Linked DNA regions of Danio rerio: region 2 is linked to region 1. Evidence: chromatin contacts called from public HiCAR-type data. All regions are on one chromosome and are shown on one strand. The core of a region is the stretch at or near the end of the contact, and the rest is flanking DNA. Distances in the headings are between cores, read along the strand shown. Region 1 holds the start of slc4a11 (solute carrier family 4 member 11). Region 2 holds the start of rpia (ribose 5-phosphate isomerase A (ribose 5-phosphate epimerase)).

The links. HiCAR-type assays count read pairs that join an accessible place to other places.
Region 2: a contact with region 1 is called in a HiCAR-type map of caudal fin, with 7 times the contacts expected there. The contact joins the promoter of rpia here to the promoter of slc4a11 in region 1. A contact is called at or near these places in 4 of 18 Hi-C or Micro-C datasets (caudal fin, embryo, hematopoietic stem cells and 1 more) and 1 of 4 datasets of contacts at active chromatin or transcription factors (caudal fin).

The regions. Positions count from the first base shown.
Region 1 is chr13:14,171,903-14,178,184 of GRCz12tu, forward strand. slc4a11 (solute carrier family 4 member 11) reads left to right here and starts at 2,488. Exons shown (of 20, transcript NM_001159828.1): 1 at 2,488-2,527. The coding sequence starts at 2,488.
Region 2 is chr13:14,329,460-14,335,465 of GRCz12tu, forward strand. rpia (ribose 5-phosphate isomerase A (ribose 5-phosphate epimerase)) reads left to right here and starts at 4,439. Exons shown (of 9, transcript NM_001007289.1): 1 at 4,439-4,635. The coding sequence starts at 4,459. It also overlaps a transcript of slc4a11 not described here.

The sequences.
Region 1 (6,282 bases), core at 1,238-3,737:
GCATTCAAGATATATGATGTTTGAGAGTTTCAGAGACATTTGAGACATTTAAGAGTTTGAGTTGGAAAAATACTTTATTTATATACACTGTAAAACCCAAAAAGTTAAGGTAAGTTAAGGTAACCATTTGAGGAAACCGACTGCCACAAACCATTTTAGTTCCAAAATAATTCCTAATGAGTACTGTGAACTTAATCCATTTGATTAAATGAAGCAATTTGAGCACAGTAAAACCCATTAAATAAAAATAACTTAAATTGATAAATTAAGGCAACTCAAACCATTTGAGGAAACCGATTGTAACAAACTATTTGAGTAAAAAAAACGAATCTATACGAGAACTGTGAACTTACTCTATTTAATGAGGTATTGAATTCACTCATTACCCTAAACAATAAGTTCAAAACTCTTTTTAAATGAGTAACTTACAGTAAATTTTGAGTTAACTACATTCATTTCATTTGATAAAGTTGACTGTTGGGTTTTACAGTGTATATATTTCGATGCTCTAAATGTTGCTAGAAAGTAATAAAAGGATTATTACATTATACATATATGTTAGTACCACAAAACCCTTTAACGTACAAAATTTATGGAATGCTTATCTAGATAAAACATTTATTTCATTGAAATTGAAGCAAACAGTCATTTTTGAAGTCCTAGCACCAGGTGGTTTGTATTTAGTTAATTTTTTTTATTATCTTCTTGTTCAGTAGTGGCACAGTTGCTCTGTGGTTAGCACAGTCGCCTCACAGCAAGAAGGTCACTGGTTTGAGTCCCAGCTGGGCCAGTTGGCATTTCTGTGTGGAGTTTGCATGTTCTCTACGTGTTCCAGTGGGTTTTCACCGGGTGCTCTGGTTTCCTCCACAATCCAAATAGGTGAATTGAATAAGCTAAATAATAAGTGTGTATATGCTGGTATGTATCGGTATTTTCCAGTATTGGGTTGCGGCTGGAAGGGCATCAGCTGCAAAAAACATGTGCTGGATAAGTTGGCGGTTAATTTCGCCTGATTAATAAAGAGACTAATCCGAAGGACATTGAATATATGAATGAATGAATAAACTATATTGGCCAGTCTATGAGTGGATGTGTGTGGATGAGTGTTTACCAGTACTGGGCTGTGGCTGGAAGGGCATCAGCTGTGTTAAACGTATGCTGGAATAAATAGTTCGTTCACCTCTGAAATAGAGAATAAGTCAAAGGAAATTGAATAAATAAATCTTCTTGATTATTATATTTATTTATTTTCTATTGTTATAATGAATCACAACTTTTTTCATCATCATCCTCTACACCTTAATTCTAATTGTTCAATCCCTGTTCAAACTTGTGGACAGTTTGTTTGTAATTTGAGCCTGTAAAGGATCATCTTTACAAAAATAGAAATGCTGTGATCATTTACTCACCCTCATTCCAATCAAAAATGTATGACTTTGTTTTGTCTGTGGAGACAAAATCAGATCTATTGAAGAATGTTGGTAATCATGCGGCTTTGGTTACCATTGACTTCTATTTTATGGCTATAAAAAGCAAATTTCAGAATATACATTGTTGGGAGAACTAAGAGTGCAAAAATATGTTGTATCTTAAACAAAATTAACGTTTTCATTAAAAAAGTTATCAGTTGACTTAAATAGACAGAATGTTTGGCATTCAATTTTTAATCAAACGCAGCAGTCGTTGTGCTATTGTCGTGCTGAATTGCTTTCTCTTTTTTAATTGGTCTTTTCACGCTCGCGTCTATTTAATCATACATCAGACTTTACCTGGAAACAGTACAGCTCCCTACACAACAAACTGAAGACAATCTGCTTACAATATATGTGCCATCTAATCTATCACGTTTCAGGAGCCATGATGGCAGTACATCTCTTTGAAACATTCTTTCAGCATGTCTTCCTCAAAAAAATGACCTCATCAAATAATCCAGAAGCACCACAACAAAAATGACAGCATCAAAACATGCACCAGGTCTTCATTTCTATGTATTAATTTGGGTAGATGCTAGAAAGACATGATGTCCCATATTGTGGAATAAACAAAAATCATTACAGTGACATCAGTATGTAAACTTACAGACACCACATGTCGCACATTGCTTAACATTTTGCAGAAAGCACCATTTATTGACTACTATTGGACATAAATGCACATCTCTAACCTTAAAGTAAAATAAATGTCAGGCAGATTTTGTCGTGACGATTTATGATCGTAAACATCAGGTACACAAAGTGAAAGGAGAAATGCAGGAAACATAGGCTTTAGGACCCAGAGTCACAGCTCAGCGGAGGCAGGGCAAGGCTGACTCACTAAATATGTCTGAGGAATGAGAGAGAGAGAAAGAAAGATAGATAGAGAGAGAGAGAGAGAAAGAGAGGGAGAGGTAGAAGTGAAGAGAGGAGCAGAGAGACAGGAGACCGGAGCAGAGGTGATCTTGCCCTCATTAGTGTCAGGACTACAGGATGATTATGGGTTGACAAGGGAATGATGGAAGCAAACAAAGTTCTTCATTTTGTGCCATCCGGTAAGAACCACATGCACTCTCACTCACACACACATATGGACATGCTTCTGCGCTGTCACGACTGAGCATCTGAGGGTTTCCTGAAATTTGAGAGTGTGTGCTAAACATGTGCAGCGCAGAGGATGCATGTGTATCTGTGTGTTGTCGTAAGTTTTCCCTCTGTTGAATCCTGCAGGTCTGTGGATTGTTTTTCTCACATGCCTGCTGCTGTTTTTTTGGGGGGGTGCGTTATGCTGGAATGCTGCTTTTTTGTCGTTAAACGCTTTCATGCTGTTAATCAGTCGAGAAAATAGGAAAAACGACATCACACACTTTCAGATACCTGCACACACACGTGCTGAAACACGAATGAGGGAGAGGGAGATGTGGGAAAAGAGACTGATGCTAAACACAGATCAAAATCAAGTACCTGTAAGGCAGCGCTAGGAACAAAACCTTGATCAGGCGTTGTTGGAGTGTGCGTGCGCGTGAGAATGAGCGGGTATGTGTAGCTGGTAGTCCTCTGGGAGAGCAGGTCTTATTTGTACGCGATGTTGCTGTTCAGTTTGTCTCATTGTGAGAAGTCGGTCTAATATCGCATGCAACACACGCTCTGTCAAGTGCACCTACATCGCTGTCCTTTCCCTTCACTCAGTGTAAACACAGTAGGTAATAGATGTGGGAAGACACTAAATCTTGTGCTCGTCTTCCCCCCAATACACACACACACACATACACAAACGTCCATAATGAGACTGTGATTTGCATCCTCCGCCTAAGGGATTGAACTTCAAAATCAGTTGATGTCTCAATTTTCTCTCCTCGCATGATTATGTGTGTTTCTTCGTGTGCGTGTGTGACACACAGCATCAAGTGCGCATTTGATCAGCCTGTTGTAATTGACACTTACTTTGTGGCCATCTCGGCTTGTGGATAATCGCGGTGGCACTCTGTCAATACCATCATTTCCAGAGAATCTCAATGTCATTGGAGCAGGTCACTGTACCCGCTTGAGAACTTTCTCATATGCAATTTCATATAAGCGAGCAATCGCTACAAGTTGCTCCAATGGATGAACGGATGGATCGAATTAAATTAACGACAAGCTAATATAATAAGCGATGTCCTCTGTCTTTTTTATGACTGTAACAAGCCTCAGGATTGTTCACTAGCCTCTCATTACACACACACACACACACACACACACACACACACACACACACACACACACGAAAGGTGGACATTTTGTCCCCAAATTTCTTTATTTATGATTTCCCATTGTGTTTGCGTGTGAAATAACCCATTTGCACTTGCAGATGGTGGGATATGAATAGATGTTATTTTCTGGAGGGCCGATTGACTTTGTGTGGCAATTATTTGTGTGTGTGTACAGTCATCAGCCAAATCCCAGAGAGGTTGGCAATGCAATGACTTTTTCTATTCTCCATTTGTCTTCCACCCACTGTACATTACAGTCTGCAAGGAGGAAATTAGAATCACACATTCCTCTGTTTATCTTCTCTGTTTACGGTGCGCTGTAAAACAGCCATATGGGCATCTTCTCCCATACAAAGAGTGGCGTCTGTGAGTGCGAAGCCGTCGCAGACATTCACATGATGGAGAGGTTGATCTGCCTGACCCTCAGACGTGGTCAAAACATGGATATTTTTAGAGGCCCTAAAAATGCACACAATGTCAGACTTGGCCGAGTGCTGTGTGTTGTTGTGCGCGAGACTAATTAATTGGGCATCTCTTCAACTCAAAGTCTGATCGCAGATAGGCATGCCTCTGCTCTTCCGTAATGGATTAAATATAGCTCACGGGAAAAAAGTTACAAAAGCTCCGTCCTCTACTTTGTGTTCACGAATGTCAGGAACCCCCTCTCGCATCCACACACAAACACCCACACTCAGGCAAACAGACGCGCCCCCCTGCCCACCCCTGGAGTAAACGTTAGATTGCTTCAAGATGTCAGAGGATGCCAGTGTTGATGAATTCCGACCTTTGATTGCGAAGCTGCCCGTGCGCCAGGGGAGAAACCTCACACATGCCACTTTTCTGACATGCATACATAGACAGATGCGCATGTCACCTTTCTGATACACTAGAACACACACGCTCAGACTGCTGTATAACCAAATAGATGCCATCACTGCCTTTAAATGTCAAACAGTTATCCTTTTTCTCTCCCAATTTGCAATCCACGCAAGGACGCTTGTGATATAGCTGTATCCTTTTTCTGTTCTCCCTCACTTGTGCTTTGTCTCCGGTTTGGTCTTCTCTTTTTTTGCAGGAGCGGTACTGTAGATTGTAAAGGGGGGAATAGTGGCCTGGCTTTAATAGAGGAAGAAGGGAATGTGCAAGCAATTAGCAGGAATCCCCCAGCAGAGCTCTCACAAAACCAGAGCAGCCGAGATATGAAGGAAAGGAAAATCTGTATTCCCTTGGTGTACAGGACAATAGTGTCCATGCAAACACATTTAAGCTGCGCGTTCCCCTGGTGGCGCGTGATTAAAGACGGCTGTCATGTTGAAGCACGTTAGTACTGCGGTCACTGGATCCTGACGTCCACCTCTCTCAATCTCTCTTCTAAGCTCAAGAGGGTTTTATACTGGATAAAATTGAATAAACAGAGCAATATCTGATGCTATAATTGTGGTATTACCTAGATGTTGATTTTCTGTTAAGGTTTGGTGTGCTTTGCTTTTTTCACACACAAACGCCGCTCTGCGTATTTTCTTCTACAGCTTAGTCAGAGGGAGACGCTGGCTCACCTACATCTCTATAACGCCGTAGAGTATGCATAGATCACTATCAGGGTCACCCAGTGATTGCTCCCTTCACACCAGGAGATGGACGCATCAGCCGAAGCGCACGCTACAGAAACATCCCTGCCGTATGAAATTCATCTAAAAGCACTCGCACAAATGGCTGCCGCTTTAGGATTTCCCTGCAAATTGGCATGAAAGGTTGTTTTAAATGAATGTGTGAAGATCGGTATACTGATTTGCACCTTACTCTGTGAGGGATTTCATAGATCTATTATCAGAACGGTTTCTTCTTCATTACAGTCAGGCGATCCTCTGATGGCATGCCAGCAGACTGCCCACAGTCTGTTCACTGATGCAGTTAGCACTCAGAATAAAAGCAAAAGCTAGTTTTGAAATCACTATTCCTGATCTCAGATGCATTTCTGTAAGGCATTGTTAACTAAACTATGGTGGCAAATACAGTTTAATAATTTCACAAACTTGTGTAATTACAACTGCAGCTTCAACAGTTTGAAGAATGATTAAATGGCACATAGACTATCTTCGTTTTTCTTTTTTCTTTTAATTATTTCAACGTCTACAGTGTAATCTTTCATTTTAAGCCTACTCAGTGTAATTGAGTACACTTAATTTTTTAAATAAATATTTGTATCTATTTCTCAGTGAATATGGGCAATGGATTTTGGTGGATTTAAACAAAACAGATTTATTAAACAGATTCAATTATTGAAATATTTGGTCCCACTTTGTATTAAGAGGCCTTAACTAATATGTACTTACATAGGAGTTTGTTACAATGTACTTATTGTGTAAATACATGTTTTTACTGTGTACGTATGCTTGATTAAATACATGTATGTAATTACATCTGTAACTAACTTTTGTAATTACATTTGTAAATACACTGTTGACCATCCCTTACACCTTAACCTACCCTTAAACTTACCCAGGCCACCAAACCTGTCCATAACCCAACCTCTATTCCAACTCAAAAGCACCACAAGT
Region 2 (6,006 bases), core at 3,189-5,688, 160 kb after region 1:
GTTTTGTCTTTTAGGGGGGTGCTCACAAGAGGCTGTTATGCTCCCTTAAATGCACACTGAGTTGAGGTCTGCAGCAGACTTTAACTCGATGGTCAAAGCTGCATTACGGCAAGAATGTGTGGATTTAGAGGTAGACTGCAAGAATTTTGGGTGCCATTTGGGATTGGACCATTGTCATTTATAACTCTTTGTAATCTTTCTGGAAAAAACCCTCTCAGAGATGTCAAGAAATCAGATGATGCGGTTAATGATTTTGACCCATCGCACCACGTTACATTCCCAAAGAGAGTGAAATAGATGACGCACAAAAAAAGAAAGAAACTGGGGGCAAACAAAAGTGAGCACCTGTGCACTTAACGAAAGGCAATATGAGATTAGAGAAAGCCGAGAGCCAGACCATAGGCTGATTTTTGTCATGAAGAGCTTTAAGCCTCGAAAGAAAGATTAGATGTACTATTGAAGAAGATCTGGCAGAACGTAATCAGCATTCCCGTTTCTCTCTCTATCTTCCCTGTAACGTTATCATGGTTATTCTCCTTGAGTCCAGACCTCTGGTGTAAAAACAACCTCCCTCCAGTAATCCTGTTTGTCATTGGACATTTCTCAGTATTTACTGTAATATTGAAGTATTCAACTTTAATTTGTGATCGCTCACACCTGGGTGGGACATGTTGACGAGTTCTGTTCTGTGCTGTTTAAATATTGTTTTGGATTTTTTATTTTCTAATCATGAATGTATAATGTGTAGATTTTTATATAGCACATAAAAAAAGATCCATTGTCGAATTGATTTTGTCAAACAGATAAGCTAAATTTGTAAACTGCAATATGTAAAAACTAAGGTAAATAAGAGACATGTTTATCGAAAGGATTGTGTGGGTTTAATAGGGGTATGCTATACACTGAAATCTAGATCATTTCAAGCTGATTGCCAAATAAAGAGATATATTGATACCCATCTGTTTCAGCTCTCCTCTGTTTTGCATGTATGTTGGCTACAGTTGAGTTCTGGATTTGCCTGGCACTTTTTACAATTACCTCTACTTCTTTTTTGTATTAAAGGCATTAGCTGCCCTCTATTGGTCAGGTTTAGTATAGTGAATAACAGTAGTACACACCAATCCCACTTTGCCTTTGGAACTGCCAAAAGTCGTCATGACTTACAGTAGATTCAACAAGGTGCTGGAAACATTCCTTTTGAATTTGGCCTCAAGGTGAAGGTATCAGACAGTTGGTGCAGATTTGTCGGCTGCACATCCATGATGCAAATCTATTCCAGCACATCCCAAAGGTGCTCCATTGATTCAAGTTCTGTTGTTATAAAAGGATGGACATGGTCAGAATTAATACAGGTGAGAAAATAACCTGAATTGTTGATAGACAGTGTGGATCTATGATTTATTGTAGTTTACACCAAATCATGATCCTATCAAACAAATGTTTTAGGAGGAATCAAGATGCATCAGACCAGGCAACCATATTATGACATTTGATTGTCCAGTTTTGTTTTGTTTTTTTGCAAACTTTTGTTGTAAGGAGTGGTTATGTGAGTTACTGTTGCTAATTAACCCAGTCTGGCCATTCTCTCTTACAGACTTTTTTTAATCAACAGAACTGCCTTTCATTGGTTAGTTTTATCGTTCTCATGGCTGTGGCCCAGTCGATCAGAAAAATGCAGTAGATTATAAGTATATGAAAAACTCAGACCTACCCATCTGGCACTAACAACATTCCCATAACAAATCACATTTCTTCCTCATTTTGCAGCTTGAGCAAATTGTCTTCCACAATTAGCTTTTTAGTATACAGTAACCTACTTTTTCACCCTATTTGATTAGTTAAATTGATTCACTTCGAATGCAGATAAAAACAAAACAAAAACAAAACAAAGCAAAACAAAGCAAAGAAAGGTCAGAAACAGATTAATCTATATGGCAAGCCATTTTAACATTTAATCTATTGACCTTATTCTTCACGTACAAGCAGGCACAGCCGGAATCTTTTGGTTTGACTTCCAGTCTCATTTAAAGGGTGTATGCTGGGTCTTAAAAAGTCCTTAAAAATGAATTTTTAGGCCTTAAAAAGTCTTAAATTCACTGAAATATTGTGTTGTAGGTTCTAAATCGTTTTAAACATGTCTTCATTTTGCTTTGCCCAAGTGAAGATATACTCTGTCGGGCCGACATCCATCCAATGACCAACAATACCGGTTCATTAGGAAAAAAATTCTTAGTCTTTACCCTTCTATAAGTCTAAAATTTCATTCTTAATGGTCTTAAAAGTATTAAATTTGACTTGATGAAACCTGCAGAAATCCTGATTTATCTCCATTGACTTTTAGACATTATAATCTGCTTGTTATGCTGCTTAATGTTACAAACTGGCATTTTCCTACTATATTATTTTATTTTTTATATAGTCATGAGCACACTTGTTTGTAGAGCAAGTAGTTTCTTTATTCCTATTATTCCTAGTTATTTCTTCCATAAGCAACTAAATCTATGAACTGTCTAAGCTAACTGAGTGTATTAAAGATGTTAAAGACTGGATGAAGTTCTAAAACAAAAATGAGCACACCTCTGCAGTGCAGGATAAGGTCAACAAAACTAATTACATATATAAGCAGTTATTACTAGAAAATATTTAGCGATTAGTAATTATTACTATACTGTAACTATATTATTACTTTATATCTTAACATTCACCAGCTTCTTTAAAGGCCTTATACTATCATTTATTTGGAATGTCTACAGCTGAGTTCAATTCAAAAAGTGTACAAGTGTCCATTTTGAATAAGTAGGCTACTAGTAAACGTACTACTGCCTGAATTGGTACTAGCACAAAAATTACTGGCTTGTTTGTAATATATTAACATCAAATGATTGACAGATAAATTAAGTCCTAGTAGCCTACTCAAATAACAGGCTACATTTTGTTAGATTCTAACATATATTATGAGTTTATTTGCAAAAACAGATGATTCTGTTCTTAGTGATTTTCAGATATGTTTATGTTGTGCATTGAAGAGTGGGCCTACAATTGCAAAACAACATAATTTCTAAAAATGACAGACAAACAACTCAATTTCTGAAAGTTTCTAAAAAGGGTGGTTACCTGTTTTTGCAAATGAAGGCTTCATTTTAATAGATACTACTAATAATTTTAGTAGTTATTTTTTGGGTACTGGTTCTTGTTTAATAAACTTACTATTGGTTGTTTTCATGACGTCACTGATAACACGCAAGACTCAGATAGAGGGCAGGAAGTGATTCTTCTATATAGGAACATCAGAACTTCAAAACAGAACATAAATTTTTTTCTGTTTTATGTTGTTTATAATTGTTTAAATTGCATATCTGTCTGCTTATATAGGGGAAAAAAGCTATAGTAATTTATAATGTGTACAACTCTTTGTTTTTGAATGCTACAGAATACTGTATAGTGACCTGATAAACTGTAATTAATACTGTAACTTTAGTGTAAACTGTGGATCATTGTGATGGTGTATAATTGTAGCATAGAAAACTGTTTGTAAGCCTATTGAATAATTTGTTAATTACTGCAGTTGTGTCGTACCACAGCAACTATATATTTACTATGACAATTTAATTCAAGTATCTTTAGCATGCTTCCAAACACTATACTATAGTCTTTAGTATAGTATTTTTTCATGTAGCGTAAAAGCTTATACAGTATCCATTGCCTCTGACCAGGAAATTTATTTTAGTTTAGTTAAAAACGCGGCCCTCTTCATGATCGTGCCCTCCACATGTGGCTATTTTCTCCTTATAAATCTCCTTTAAAATATGGTAGAATTTACTAAAATGCAGACTTTCCTCTATGTTTCCTATTCAGGTTTTTTACTTCCTGCCCTCCATCAGAATTTTGCAGGCCACCAGAATCACGTGATTGTCATTAGTAATTATGCAAAATTTATTGATTATGACTAGATTAAAAATCTTACAAGTAAAACACAAATTCTTACACTGAATAGTAATAATCAGTAAGTGCTGCATCATGAATATGTAGCCTATCTATTGATTTAGTAGCTTATATCAGTTTCTATTGATAAAGTTATCAGTAGCTTATCTATCTACAACAAACAACTAACAGCTAGTGATGAATACGTACTGCATTTCTTAAATGCACAGAGTAGTTCCTTAAGAATAATATAGAACCAGTGGCCAACACAAGTAGAATTTTAGTAGCATGAAAATGGTACCTTAAATGTTGAAACCGCTTGCCACTGAGTCAACTGATTGAACCGACTCAAGTGAACAATTCCTTCAGGAACCGACCTTTCTTACTGGACTCTGCTCTGATATTGCGTCCAGCAGAACACCTGACTCCTGTTATCTGACAGGTTTGGTTTTGATCGTCCTTTAACCCTTCGCTCACGGTCCGGTTAGTTTGGTCTCTGCGCGGTCACGCTCGTGTTGACAGTGAGCGCGCAGTGTGATGAGGAGGGTTGTGTTCGCTCAGATCAGCTACAGATTCAGATCTCTCCTCCACTTCTTCTCTCCACCGGGCAAACACGTGCGACTAATCAACAGCAGCAGGCGGCTCTACTGCTCTCGCATGGCTGAAGAGGCCAAGAAACTGGCGGCTTATGCTGCTGTGGACAACCACATACAGGTGAGATTCAGTATCTATCTTTTTTACGTGACATATATTACATAAATCTAGAAATTACATAAGTTTAGCGGTCTAAAAAAGGAGTATTAAACACTTCAGGAGGCGTGACTGAACACGCGTGGCAGACTTCACGCATGTCAATTTATATAACGTTATTTATTTACTGTAAATTCAAAGTTCTGCTGGCTTACATTTGCGTTTTTTTCTGACAGTTCAGTTTGTAGTTAGTGTACGCTGTCGCACTGTAGCTTGAATCATGCTAGCTATGATGCTACATGTCATATGTAAGTGAAGTCAGCGACTGTGAAGTGAGCGAGCGAGCTTGTTTGTTTACGCATTGGATTGCTTCACACATTTAGTAAGCTAGGTGATATAAGGATGCCAAAGCTGCTCAAAATAAACCTTTATAGCGATTAGCATGCTTGGAAATAGCTACGTGGTTTACTGCTGCAGTCTCTCGTGTTACGTTACATTATATTATTGATTGTAGCACACTCAGTGGTACAAATCAGAGCTGCACGATATTGGAAAAATCGAACTTTGCGACATTTTGTCATTCTGCAATATATATTGCGTCATCATGAATACAATTTGACCAAATGACTTGAACATCTCTGTTTGAAAATAATTAATAATTTTAGACTCATTCTGTGGAGAAGTGCATCTGCACAGATTATAATAAACATCTACAAGCATAGATCAATAGTTTAAAAAGATGCAATTGAAATAAGCAATGTTTTATTGTTTTTTACAGAGTCTAACAGTATTCAGGTACAGTAATTGAATAATAAAAATACTTTAATAAAATGAATCTTTATTAAAGTTACAAACCGTACAAATTCTTATGTTTGAATGCTTTTAAAAATCCCCACACATTCACTGGCATCAGAAACACATTAAAATTTTTAATTTATTATAATCCAGACTCAACATTGCAAATCCTGAGATGTGATTATTGCCAATGATCACATTGCGATATCGATGCTGAAATGATTTATTGTGCAGCCATACCTTAAATTACTTTGCATAGAGGTATATGGGTGATTCTAAAATTTTGTTTCTCCAAGATGAACCTTCTATTAGGGCTGCACAATATTTCAGAAAATTATTATTGTCATCGCAATAAAAGTACATGCAATATTCATATTACAGAGAGGTAAAATAAATGAATCAAATGAAAATAAATGAAATAAAATAAATTGTAGGCCAAAACAGAACTTCTGCCTGAACGTTGCAAGAAAGTGAGACTGAAAATGCTTTGAAGTAATTATTTATTATTTTATTAATCCTCAGGTATATTACCTTATATTACAACCCTTGATTATTTCCAATACATTTGGGTTTTAAAGTAAAAAAGAATAAGTAGAACAA